3 separate regions of the Sus scrofa genome follow, and all the other regions are linked to region 3. Evidence: chromatin contacts called from public HiChIP or PLAC-seq and promoter capture Hi-C data. All regions are on one chromosome and are shown on one strand. Each heading gives the region's core, a stretch centred on a gene start, on an enhancer-like site or on the middle of the called end of the contact. The rest is flanking DNA. Distances are from core to core; before and after follow the strand shown.

The links. Promoter capture Hi-C pulls out the DNA fragments that hold promoters and counts their contacts. HiChIP or PLAC-seq counts read pairs in DNA pulled down with a chosen protein or histone mark.
Region 1: a contact with region 3 is called in an H3K27ac HiChIP or PLAC-seq map of alveolar macrophages. The contact joins the promoter of RCBTB2 here to the promoter of RB1 in region 3. A contact is called at or near these places in 1 of 5 promoter capture datasets (fetal liver), 2 of 47 Hi-C or Micro-C datasets (mesenteric adipose tissue and subcutaneous adipose tissue) and 2 of 2 datasets of contacts at active chromatin or transcription factors (alveolar macrophages and skeletal muscle).
Region 2: a contact with region 3 is called in a promoter capture Hi-C map of fetal liver, with 3 times the contacts expected there. The contact joins the promoter of MED4 here to the promoter of RB1 in region 3. A contact is called at or near these places in 3 of 5 promoter capture datasets (fetal liver, fetal skeletal muscle and liver), 1 of 47 Hi-C or Micro-C datasets (skeletal muscle) and 2 of 2 datasets of contacts at active chromatin or transcription factors (alveolar macrophages and skeletal muscle).

The regions. Positions count from the first base shown.
Region 1 is chr11:19,078,432-19,083,090 of Sscrofa11.1, forward strand. RCBTB2 (RCC1 and BTB domain-containing protein 2) reads left to right here and starts at 3,410. Exons shown (of 18, transcript XM_021065333.1): 1 at 3,410-3,547. It overlaps LOC106510651 (a long non-coding RNA gene), which reads right to left. Exons shown (of 3, transcript XR_002336553.1): 2 at 3,235-4,659.
Region 2 is chr11:19,550,270-19,554,541 of Sscrofa11.1, forward strand. MED4 (mediator of RNA polymerase II transcription subunit 4) reads left to right here and starts at 1,589. Exons shown (of 7, transcript XM_013978727.2): 1 at 1,589-1,764. The coding sequence starts at 1,637.
Region 3 is chr11:19,314,786-19,319,354 of Sscrofa11.1, forward strand. RB1 (RB transcriptional corepressor 1) reads right to left here and starts at 2,857. Exons shown (of 27, transcript NM_001285967.1): 1 at 2,556-2,857; 2 at 308-434. The coding sequence starts at 2,719.

The sequences.
Region 1 (4,659 bases), core at 2,160-4,659, 240 kb before region 3:
GTGAGCTGTGGTGTCTGTAGGCTCCCATCTGGCATTTCTGTGGCTCTGGAGTAGGCCAGTGGCTACAGCTTCAATTACACCCCTATCCTAGGAAACTTCATATGCTGAGGGTGTGGCCCTAGAAAAGACAAAAAAAAGAGAATGCTGTGATAATACAAAAAAAAAAAAAAAATCACGGTTTTCTAACTTCATGCTTTATTGTATGGGATTTTATAAAAGGAAAGAACTCATACATATGTATGAGTTATGGAATATATAGGAAGAACCAAAAACTGCATGTGTAGATATGTGGAGTTTATGTGGGTAATCACCAATACATACTACAAGTTGTTTAATAGACTATTTGATTCAGACCTCACGTTAGATTTTATACTGCATTGTAAATACACTGAATTAAATTTAGTAAGTTTATGTGAATCAAATACATAAAATTTCCATCTCCTTCAAGTCCTACCCCACTGCTGCAAAAGACTTAAAATCTAATAACACATACGGGTTATGTCGTAACACCTAAGGGTTAGGTGTCATGACACCTTGTTAGGTGTCAAAGACCCTGGGGCACAAGAGGCCAGAAAAGCATTGATGAGGCTAACGCTCTGCTAGGACTTAATCTGAAATCTAGAACCCACTTATAGGGCTTCTGAGAAGGAGGACATTTTGATTCAATGTGACAAAACCCCATCAAATCTCAAGAGCCCTTCCTTCATGTTGCCTGTTGTGAGAATGCCTACAAAATGTAAAGAGGTGAGATATCACCTAAGGTCCACAGAAATCCAAGTCTGATGCTTCATACTGTCCCTGGGCTAAATCTTACGCTTCCTCACCAGTGTGCTCACTGGGGGCCATGCACACACACTCATATACTCACACTCACGCTCACCACTCACACTCACATACATCTCTCCCTTTCCTTCCCGAATACTCCATTCCAAGGCAAACTCTGCATTGCACAATTTATTTCCATTGTCATTTGCCTAAATAAGGGGCCTGGGGCCAAGCTTACAGATAACTGCAGACTTCTGCAGAGTCAGTATTTGTAAGAACCTCTCAAAGTGCCTCTTATCGCTATCAAAATAGACAAGTCAGCAGCCCAAAAAGGAAGTAAAACAGACAAAGAAAGATGATCTTAAACCGGTGCAAACATCCTTCTTTATTTCTTGTGGCTTCTTATTATCACCACTTTTCTTTGCTGGAATAGCATGAATGTTTTTGTTTTTCATGAGTTGTTACCAGGTATTACCCCGGAGGAAGAATAGTATTTATTTATCACTCTTTATTTCTAAATAATTTCTAAATTTCTAAATTAAAAACTGGAGGATCTTAAAGTGTTGTTCTGCCTCTCTTGCCACAAACTCGTTTGCAATCTCTTTCCAAGATGCTGGTTGGCACCTGTGGATCATGTCTCTTGGACCTTTTACCGGCAGAGTCTAAAACACAAACAGAATCTATTGCTTTCGTCTTCCTGGTGAGTCACATAACTTATTAAAAGCATCTCAGTGCCAGGGCAAGCTTGGGTGACTTGATAGTTGATGAAACAGATGGAAGTTTTTTAAAATTAAGTGAAGGCTCATATGGCCTTATGTTCACATTCCTTTAGCCACCTTCCCTTACAGTTCAAACGCTTACATTAATACCCTTAAATAATGCAAACGATTTGGGTTAGGATACAGAGCAACTAGAGGAATGGAACTGATCATTGGAAACCTTAACAAATACTTAGGGAAAAGATGACTCTCGGTACTCTGTGAAACTGGGGAGTGTTAGAGCAAGGAGAGACTTTTGGGGATTATCTAGCAGAATCCTTTTACCTTATAGAGGAGGAAGCTGGGGGCCAGAGAGGTCTGGCAACTCATGTAAGCCCAGCTATTAGCTGCTGGGAAAACAAATTTTGGCCTAGTGTTTTTCCATTAAATCATTGATTTATATTACCTTTGGACATTTAGACGAAAAAGAAATACCTTTGTTAATTAAATTGCATCCTTATTAAATACATAGTGCTGGCATACACAACTCCTAGAAAGAGCGGGGCAAAGGGCACACAGCTGTAGGCCTTAAGCACTGATTTCTGGGAGCATTTAGGCACATTTAAGTTCAATGAGGGATTCAGAAGAAACCCAAGTTCAACATTTTCTGACTTCAATGCAGAATAGATTACACTGGAAACCATTTGGGCCAACAGAGAAGGCAGTCAGGTATTGCCAGGAACAAACATGTTTTCTGCCCATTGCTCTTGGTGTCAGCTATCTCGAGATACTGCTGAAAAGGAGAGGGAGAGCTACAGAAAGGATTCAAGGCCAAGAGACCACTGCAGTTAAGAGACCCGTCATTCTGGATAGAGATGGGAAATGGCATCGCCTAATACCTAAGTTACTAGAGAGGGCAGAATAGTGGTCGAGAGCCCTTGCTTTGCATCCTCTGTTTCCTAGTTTCAACCTACACCCATTGTGTTATATTAATCTTACCCATTTTCTCCCACATTATTCTGCTACCGTCAGACTCTTCCTCTTATTTCAGGTAAAGAACCATTTGAAATCATTTTGATTTTCTCCATACTTTGCCCAAGTTTGGGCATATAGAAAGCCATTAATTTGTGTATCATGGTTTTAAATTCGGTATCAATTATTTTGAGGCAGAATATTAACTCAGGTAGTCAGTGCAGGAGCATGGGCTTTGATGTACTCTTTGGTATGGCCATCGATCAACATTTGTGGCTTAAGGGCTCCAGGGACTAACATCCCCACAGGCCTTGTTTACTATAGGGAGTGTACCTACGCCCAGATGGATATTAATCCCTAATCCCCTGCGACTCAGTTTGAGGGATGAAAAGGACAAAGAAACTACGAGACTTACGGGACATTTCCACCCTTAAGACTCTATTGGACAAGGACTGACATAGGTAACTAAGCAAGGCCAATGGGAGAAGAGCACATCTCTCTGGACCCCACGTTGGTCCCTCTTTAAGGGATAAAAAACCCCTATAGGACAATAGAGAAAGGGGGCTCTTCTCCCCGCTCCCAGCAACCCTGGGAGCCATCTGCTTTCCTTTAATAAAAACTTTGCTTGCATGCTGCCTGTGTGTTCGCGGAGTTCATTCTTCGACCGCCGTGAACAAGAACCCAGATTCCTGTACCATCTTTCCAGCATCAATTTAGTTGATCTGGAGAAACTGTACCAAGTTTGGGTTTGCAATTCGGAACCGTGAAAATGACACCGTGGCAGAATAGAAACCTGCACCTGGAATCTCCCATGTTGGCTAAATGTGAAGCCATGCTCCTTGTGAATAATTGCGTGTGTGGCTCAGACTCAGTTCTCACTGCCTCGTAGTGAATCTCATCTATGTTTTCTCTTTCTCTTACTTCCAGGTCAGTGGCGCTTCCTGCAGAGAAGGCATTAAAATGTCTCAGGTCCGAGTACATCACTTCTTTCAGGTAACAGCAAACATGAACCACTGTTCAACATAAACTCTACTTGCATTAGATTTGGTTGCTGAATTACCAGCATCATCATGGATTTGCTTTCAACAGCAGATTTGCGTGATATCCAGTGGGTACGTAAATCCATTTCGGTGAACACCCACTGAGCACCTTCACTGAGCTCACTGTTCTGACAGGCACTGCAGAAAATACAGTCTCTTCAGGCAATAGAATCTAGTTTATTTAAGCCTGTCATGTTGTTATAATTTAGATATATTACCTGTAGTTTTCTCAGTTTACTTTGTGTTTCTCTATCTCTGAAAACAGAGCAGTAAGTGGTGCAGTGGCTGCTTAGTTAATTTTTTTATTCACCCTAATCTGCGTGAGAGTTTGTAAATTCACCAGTTCACATGCTAATTTGTTATGGATCTGCATTATTTAATTAAAATAAACCTGAAAATAGTAATATTAATATTATCACTATAACTGATAATGATTAATAATGTTGACTAAACATTATTATGACCTTATTTATTTTGTAAATTAAATATCTCTGTAAACAGTGGAACCCTAAAAAAAAAATCCCAAGTACTCTGGGTCAGATTGTTGAAATTTGAGAGGAATGAATAAGCCTGGATTATCTGCACTAACCTTTTAAAAAATCAAGGTACTTGGAGGAGAGACAAAATTATAATGTGCTTGAAGCAAATTATTAGATTAATCCTGGTTGATGCAAAGATTGTCCTCGCTTGTGAAGCCACCTGTCTCCATTTGAAGATGCTGACATCAAAAGTGAAACAGCATATGCTGAGTGCCCACAACGCTCCAGGCAGTGAAGAGGAAACCAAAATGAAAGGGCCTACTTCAGTGAGCTGATAATTACAGGGGAAGTAATGGGGAGGGCATTTTAGGGGAGAAATAAATAGAAATAACAAGATAATATTGAGCAAGAAGAAATTTGGGGATGAGGTCAGGAAAATAATTCCTATCAAACTTCTCAGTATAATCACAGGAGCTATTACGCTGTAGAATGTGGTTGGGGCTGTTAGTATTGACCACAGTACTCACCATTCCTTGGGCAGTGGAGAGTGCGGGTCTGCGTGGTAGGCAGATGGAACAGATAGACTTAAGAGCTCTATCTCTTCATTTCCACAAGGCTGTGCGTAATACGAATTCCAAGAACAGAAGTTCTAAACTGCTTCATCATCAAAGTGCTGCCTGACCACATCCATGTAGGTGTGTCTTC
Region 2 (4,272 bases), core at 339-2,838, 230 kb after region 3:
AGATGCCATAAATATTTGAAGTTGCTTTTAAGAATCTTTGGGAGGGAGTTCCTGTCATGGTGCAGCAGAAATGAATCCAACTAGGAACCATGAGGTTGCAGGTTTGATCCCTGGCCTTGCTCAGTGGGTTAAGAATCTGGTGTTGTCGTGAGATGATGTGTAGGTGGCAGACGCAGCTCGAATCTGATGTGGTATAGGCTGGCAGTTACCAATTGGACCCCTAGCCTGGGAGCCTCCATATGCCATGGGTGCGGCCCTAAAAAGCAAAGAAAAAAAAAAAAAAGAATCTTCAGGAGACTATGGACAGAAATCATTGAAAATAAGATTTTACCAATTAGAGGCAAAACTATAGATAACTACAGTTTGTTTTCAGTTTCTGATGATTTCAGCACCTCTGTCAACAACAAATCCAATAATAGTTATTGGGACTCACCGTGTTTCAGACAGTATTCTGAGACTGGGGCTAGGTCTTTGAGAAGTTCCAAGAGACTCTGCCCTCATGGAGTTTATATCCTAGTGGAGGAGACAATTAGCAGAGCACACATCAACTGACTTAGGTGAAATGTTAGAAGATGACAAATGCTGTAGGAAAAAATGAAGAGCTGGGTAAAGGTGGCGGAAGGTGGAGGTGAGACGGCAGTTGTAAACAAGGTGGCCAGGGTGGGGGTCCCGAAGAAAGTGCAGTTTGTGTCCCAAGAGCAGATGGCCTTGTGACTTTCTGGGGGGCAACCCATGAAGGCAGGGAGAACAGCAGTGCCAATGCCCTAAGGCAGGAGCGTCCTGGTGCTTGAGAACCAGAATGACTGGAGCCGAATGAATGAAGGGGTGTGACTACAGAAAGGCCAGAGGATGCTGGTGTTGGTAGCACAACAATATGAATATACCTAATTCCAGTGAATTGTACACTTACACACCATTAACACAGTAATTTTATGCTGAATGCATGTGACCACAGAAAAAAAAAATTAAAGAAAATAAGGATTACATTTCCTGTCCTAAAGAGCTCACAGCCTCCCTGAGAGCCCGAACAGAGGGTGGAAATAGCATTATGGGAACGCAGACTAAACAGCGATAAATCCGGTAGGTCCCCGGCCCATTGCTCAAAGACACTGACACAAGATGCAGGCCATTATGTAATTCCCACAAATGCCCTTGAGCAGGAGTTCCCACTGTGGCACAGCCCAACACTATTAGGGGCATCTCTGCAGCACTGGGACGCGGGTTTGATCCCCAGCTGGCACAGTGGGTTAAAGGATCCAGCGATTGGTAGGTCACAAATGTATCTGGGATTTGATCCTTGGCCCAGGAACTCCGTATGCCCGCGAGGCGGCCAAAAAAAAGGAAAAAACAAACAAACAAACTCCACTGAGCAGCTGCTTGAATAAGCTAAGGTGCTGGAAACCTGACCGCGTTGGGCCCCCAGTTCTGGGTTTGGCCCTCGCTCGCGGGTTGGACCCAAGAAGCCCTCACTAGCCCAGCAGATGGCGCCGGCGCCTGCAAGACACCTCCAGGCGCGCAGGGGGCGCTCTGGCCCAGGCTCTCTACCTCGCCTCTGTGACCCTTCCTTCCGCCCGCGGACCGACACTCTTCCTTAGAGCGCAGCTGCGCACGCGCCGGCTGTTAGTGTGTCGGGAGGATGGCGGCGTCTTCGAGCGGCGAGAAGGAGAAGGAGCGGTCGGGCGGCGGCGGTTTGGGAGCGGCGAGCGGCAACAGCACTCGCGAGCGGCTGCTTTCTGCGCTGGAAGACCTAGAGGTCTTGTCCAGGTGAGGCCGTCGCCTGGGGGCCTGGCTGGAGCTGGGCCGGGAGCATTGACTCAGGCTGGTTCCTGGGTCTCGGCGGGGAGGGCCGCACTCCGGGACTGCGGCGCGCGCTTCGGAGGCAGTGCGCGAGGGTCGTGGACGTAGGCCCGCAACCCTCGGGGACTCGCCGGCATTCCCGCCCCACCCCCATAGAGGACATTTTAATACTGCCAGTGACTCTGGAACCCCAGACTCTCAGAATCGTAGGGACCTTAGAGGTCGCCGGGAGAGTCGCTTCGTCCACCGGCCTTCGACAGACATGTAAGGAGCTCCTCCCGCCGGTCCCGCGCTGGGAGACGGTCCTGAGGGAGACTAGATACTGACGTAGACGAGCCCAGTGTCCGGGGTAGACAGACGTGTAAACAGTAACTGTGGCGCGGAGCCTGTTTGGATTGGAGGCTGCTGCAGCAGGGGCGCTAGGCGTCTGTCCCCCTTGTCGTCAGGGCAGGCTCCCTGGAGAAACGAATGCACTCTCTAGAGGAAGTTAATTCAGACTCTTTAGCTTAGAATGTCCAGCAAGGGCATTCATCCTGTTAATCCATCCTGTTGTCGCTGCACTTCTCAGCCCTCCAGTAATATCCTTTATTCCAGCCTCGGTGAACTGCTTCCCAGCTTCCTTTTCTTCAGTGCGTTTCCACTCCACCTCCAACCTGATTCATTTATCCTCCAGAATCCTGTTCAAGTGTCCCTTTTTCTGTAATCAACATTCTAAATCTTACTATATACAGGCACACCTTGTTACACTTTATTGCACTTTGCACATATTGCATTTTTTACAAATTGAAGGTTTGTGACAACCATGTGTCAATCAGGTCTGTTGGTACCATTTTTCCGTCAGCATTATTTTTAAATTAATGCTGTTTTCTTTAATGTATAATTGTTTTTTAGACATAATGCCATGGCACACTTAATAGACTACGGTATAGTGTAAACATAACTTTTATATGCACTGAAAAACCAAAAACTGAGTCACTTTATTGTGGTAGTCACATCATTGCATTGATGTGGAAAACTGAACCTGAAGTATCTCTGAGGTATGTCTGTAATTGTATTATCTGATCTACTAATAATTACATTTTTATCTTTGCTGTGAGTTCAGGCCTTGCCATACATGGCAAGCATTACTTACCAGATTCCTTGGTCAATGTGATACCAAATGATGTTTTAATATACTAAGTAACCTGATGCTAAAAATGTAAAAACACATAGACACCGGAAGTTAAATAGCTTATGTGTTTAATTCACTGTTTAGGCTATTAGATTGAAATACCTTGTAGTGACAAAAAGGACACGTGGAATTTTGGCGTCAGTACAGTGAACAAGGAACTCATGGGCATAAGACAGCAATCTTAATGTTTCCTCTGTGTAAATGTTCACACAGATTAATTCATGTGCTATTTCCTTCATGTTGATTCACTTCCTGGCTTGTGGAGAATTTGTCAGCTTCTTTAGTTAATCCTATCAGATGAATATCAGCATGATTTCTTAGTAAAAAGACCTTGGCGAGACTGAGTTCTCCGAGTATGAGGTTTTCAGTTAAATTATTCAAGTATCCGAGTTCCTGTCGTGACGCAGAGGAAAGGAATCTGACTATGAACCATGAGGTTGCGGGTTCGATCCCTGGCCTCCTCAGTGGGTTAAGGATCTGGTGTTGCCGTGAGCTGTGGTGTAGGTCGAATACATGGCTCAGATCCTGGTTGCTGTGGCTGTGGTGTAGGCCAGCGGCTACAGCTCTGATTCGACCCCTAGCCTGGGAACCTCCACATGCTGCAGGTGTGGCCCTAAAAAAACAAAAAATAAATAAATAGATAGGACCAACTGTCAGATGATGAGTGTAAAATTAGTCAAGTAAAAAATGTTCCTTATAATTTCTTCGTTTTGACCAACTATGTGATGTAGGTGGTAGCAATTAATTTTTCTATGAATATGTTGACTTTGTGAAGAAGTGATACCTCTTTTGGGAAGTAGTGGATGCTGGGTTTTGAGTAGAAATTGAAATTTGAAATATGATAATTTTAAATCTTTGCCTTGGTTTATTCGGTGAACTGTTACTTCTCACCCTTCTAATCTGGAACCCAGTAAATTCATTTCTTTTCTCTGCTTTACTTGCAGAGTAACCGTAGTATATATTTCATATTCACCAAGTTCAGGAACTGTTTCTAAACCTGCCCTTCCAGGATAACGGTCTTTGAGAATGTCTCTTGACACTGAACAACCCTGAAGTCAAATCTTTCCATCTTGCCTCTGGATTGATTGGCTCCTGGGTTGGGTATCTGAGGTGTGTTTACCTGATGCCCTCAGTACCTGGAGGAGTGCATATCCACATTTGATTCCTGATTTTTGAGTGTAGCATTATCTGTTTGATAAAGTGTATTTACCTACTGAAGTTTTGGATCTTCATTTAGATTTTCCTCAAGAACCTCAGTGTTTCAGAAACTTCTTCAGCTTTCCTGTTGCATCACTTGGGGTGCT
Region 3 (4,569 bases), core at 1,607-4,106:
ATTATGAGATATTAAAAATTATTTTATGAGGTATGGCTTTGTTTTTTTAAAGTCTTTATGGCACAATGAAGTATTTACAAATAAAATATGATATTTATGAGTTGTTTTAAAATGCTTTTGGTGGGGAGCTAACATAGGGAGTTTTTTTCCTTAATTTTTAGTTTTATCAGAAGTAAGTTACCTCTGAATAATAGACTTGTTCCTAGCTTTAGTTTATATTTTTCTATTTTCCAAATTTTCTATGGTGATTTAAAATAATTTTTAAAATGAGAAAAATATTTTCAAAAAATTTTAAGACAATCCTTACCAATACTCCATCCACAGATGAAACCTTCTCCCAAGTTAACCAAGCTCTTTCTCTGACATGATCTGCTATCTTTAATTTCTGACATAATGTAGTAAAATCAGGTTCTTCAGTTTCTTCAAATGCAAGCCTACCAAATGAAAATATAATATAAAAGGCACTTTTATAATCAAATTAATTACGTAAGCATTGGTTTCACTGGTTTGCATATAATATAGCACTATTCTGAAAGACATCACCAAATACTTTGGGATCTTAACTATCGCTTAAAAAATTACACTTAGAATTTAAACGTATGTTGATCTTTTCAGTATTTCCAAAATAAGAGTACCACATAGTGAAAAATGTTTGCTGGCCTGGTAAATCATAGGAACTTCAGTGCAGCAACATAGCTTTGGGAAGAAAAGCAAGTACAATAGCTACAGCTGTTAGGAAAAATTGGGACAGTAACAGAAAAGGAAAGCCATAGATAACATTACAGAACCAATTCAGTATCGGTGACTTTGCTAAAATGCAGTCCACTCTCAACAACGATTCATTTAATCTCTCTACCTACTACTAGTGTTTCTTATATGATTAAATTATTGATATGCTTATTTCAGCCTTTTCTCCTTGATCTTCCTTAACCAAGATAGGCAGTCAAAAAATTCTTGTTGGCTAATTCTTATTCATTCACTTAATATCTATTTGACATAAGAATAGTATAGTACAAGGAACAGCTAATAATTTTTTAGTATTTACTATGCTCCATATGAACAGGATTTAAATGAATTGATGGGGTTTAGATGCATGGTTTAATACATACATAAGCCCTAACAGGTAAGTACTCTGATGATCACAAATCAGAGAAGTTAAAGCACTCACCTGAGATCACAGCGAGTAAGTGGGAAGCTCTAATATAAACCCAGTAATCTAACTCTCTAATCCATGCCCCTGACCCTATTCCAGACTGCCAAACCTCCTTTGAAACACAATTAACTTTTGGTTATCTCAAGAATGAAGACTGTGTGCTGTTCTGGTATTTCCAAAAGCCCACTTCAGTCCCTAACAATGTGTCCTAGGGCGGTGAAAGAAATAGGACTTGCTGACGGATCAGAACTGCAGGAAAGAGTGGTGAGGATCAGCAGAGTCCCATCCCCTGGCAATTGATGCGTAGTCTCAAAGGAGGGCCAGTGCTAACAATGATAATGACAATTACACTCTTTCGATCTTGGCTTCTAAACCGTAAAGCATCACAATCAAGAAAAATAAGATGCTGCAATAACTATCTCCCTATATTATCATGGACTCGCTGAAATTTAGAATCCACCTGGGGGGAAAATTAATTTTATGTGAGCACAAGAACACTAATCTTGTTCCCAAACAAATACAAAAGAGACACCAAGATCCTTGCTGGCTCAAAGCCAAAAGGCAAAATGGAAGAAAAAAAGAGGCAGCCTGAAGCAGACTATCATGCAAGAAGAGTTTTATGCAACAAGAAAAATGAGAACGTTCAGAAACTTCGAAGCTCTTGAGCTAAATGTCTCACAAAACTTTTACCGATACAACAAGTTCCTCTTAGAGAGCTATGTTCCACCAGTCACTACCGAAGGCTTAGAACTCAAAGCACTCTTTACAAGGGAACCCCGAAAAGCACCCCAGCCGAGCTCCCGGAGGGGCAACTGCCACCCAGAACCCTGCACTTCACGTCCGGTGGCATCTCTGCAGCAGTATCCAAGGTTTTCCTGGCTGGCCTCTCCCAGGACTGGGCTTCAGATGAGTCGCACGCCCAGAGGAAAACACTTCCAAATGTTGCACCGCGGGAGACCAAAACAGAAAGTCGAAAGACCACCGGAGGACTACAAATCTCAAATGGGGAAAAACCTCTCCAGCAATCTAGTCTTTCTTTTCTTTTTTTCTTTCTTCTGCATTTGATGGGGTCTGCAAACGACCCGCCGCCTGCGAGGCTCCCGTCTCGCGGAGGAAAGGCGGCACCTGTCACTTCGCTCAGCGACCCGAGCCCCACCCGCTCGACACCTGTCAAGCGGGAGCCGAAACCCCTCCCGGCCGCCCTCCCCTCGTTCCCGACCCCAGACCCCTGTCAGCCTCCTCCCGGCGCTCCGCCGCCGCGGGGGGCCGGGGAGGACCCTCCTCCCGCCGGGACCCGGCCCGGGCGGAGACGCGCCCCCGCCTAGACGCCGCGGCGCCCGCCGACGCACCCCCGGGGCGCCCTTCCCGCGCGCTGGCCGCCGCGACGGGTCGGCTCGCTCACCTGACCAGAGGCAGGTCCTCGGGGCCGCTGTCCTGCTCGGGGTCCTCCTCAGGCTGCGGTGGCGGCGGTGGCGGCGGCGGCGGCGGCGGCGGCGGGGGCTCCGCAGCAGCAGCGGCGGCGGCGGCGGCGGCGGCGGCTGCTCTCCGGGGGGTTTTGGGCGGCATGACGCCCTCCCAGGGCCGGTGCCGGCGAGCGCTGAAGGAGGGCCGGGGCAGGAGGACACGCGCACGTCAGGGCACGCCCCGTCCTCTCCCGACTCCCGTTACAAAAATAATTTGAACGTCCCCTGAGAAAAACCGGACGAGCCCTCCCCCGCCCGGCAACCGAGCGCCGCGTCCAACCGCGGGAAAACGTCACTTCCGCCCGCGGCGTCACGTCCGCGAGGCTCCCGGGCCCGCTGGCGTTTGGAGGGCACCGGGGCGCCGAGCGGGGCGCGGGGCGAGGGCGCGCGGTCGGGCGGGGAACCCGGGCCTGGAGATCCAGGCGCGCTCCCTGAGGCAGCCGCCGCCGCCTGAACCTGCCTCGCGCCGAAACTCGCCCCTCCAGGCTTGGGTGCCGGTAACCGGGCGCTACCCAGCCTGGTGGGTGAGAGCGGGCCCCACCTCAATCTGCGGGTGGATCTGGGGCCCGGCTCGAGCCCGCGGGGAATATCGGGCGAGCGCACCCTGGGCCGGCACGCCCCTCTCCTCCGCGGGCGTCGCCCTCGCTTTCGCCCGCCCTCCTCCCGCCCAATCCGTTAAGCGAATCGGCCAAAACAAAAACACTTCTGGAATGCCTGTTAGGAGCTGAGTTTGGCCAACCCCTAGGAGATCCCAAGGAGGGGACAATGACTGGCCTTTTAGAGCTCTTTTTAGGGAAAGGGGTGGGAGCTGTGAGCAAAGAACTGATTATCGGGTGCTAAGTGTTTTAATCGCGCTGTGAAAACTGAAGCCACGGTTGAAATGTTTAAGGGACTTCTTCCGAGGAGCAGTAGCATTTGAATGGAAGTTAGCCAGACAGACCTAACATTTAAGGAGGGCTTACTATATGTATAAAGAATTGTTCTGGCCATTTTACATAATTATCTTACTTAATCCTCACCAACATCCCCTTAAACTGAGTCGTAGTCGAATTCTACTTTCCAGTGCGGAAAACAGGTGCAGAGGAGTTAATTAATTTGCCTGATACTACAGAGATGATAGGTGGTAGAGGATTTGAACACAGATATATTTGACTCGACTTGTCCATTACATTATGTTAAAGAAATACCAAGAAAAGAGAAACAGCTTGTGCAAAGGCACAAAGACATCAGAGAAGAGTTTGCCGGAATTGCAACCATTAAACATTGGCTTAGAAACTGTCTCTTTTGTCTCTTGATATTTACTTATAATAAGAGATTGTCTTGTTTGAGAACATGTTTTTCCCTCATTGGCAAATGCTGTGTGTTGCCATGTCAAAGCTTCCCAGCTGAGGTGCTGTGAATAAAATACAGCTGTGCTCTTGAGGCGAATCCCCTCATCTTTGGAACAGCTGAGCAGGGCTGAAGCATGAGGCGCCCTCAGGCAAGTCATAGCTCTTGGTTTTATCCCGATGAGTCATACGAAGGATTACCATTTTTTTGTTAACCAGGGCATGTGCCAGAATGTGAAAAAAGGATTGGCCTAGTCAACAGCCAGTCTTGCCTCAGTTCGGAAACTCTCTGTCGGGGGCCAGAAGTTTATCAGGAGGTAGAGTTCATGCCCAGGCAGATCCATAGAGAGCAAATGGCACCAAAGTGGTAATTCCATTCACCTCGCCCAGGATTAGTGTAGTCAGGAGCACAGAAGGCAGTTTTGGTCTTTGCAAGATCAGAGATAGTCTGCTGGGAGCCTGCTAAAATGAGATACAAGGATGACACAGTTCCTCTATTTCTTTTTTCTTTCTGCTTTTTTTTTTTTTTTGCTTTTGAGGTCCACACGCTCAGCATATGGAGGTTCCTAGGCCAGGGTTCAAATCAGAGCTACAGTTGCCGGCCGACCCCACAGCCACAGCAATG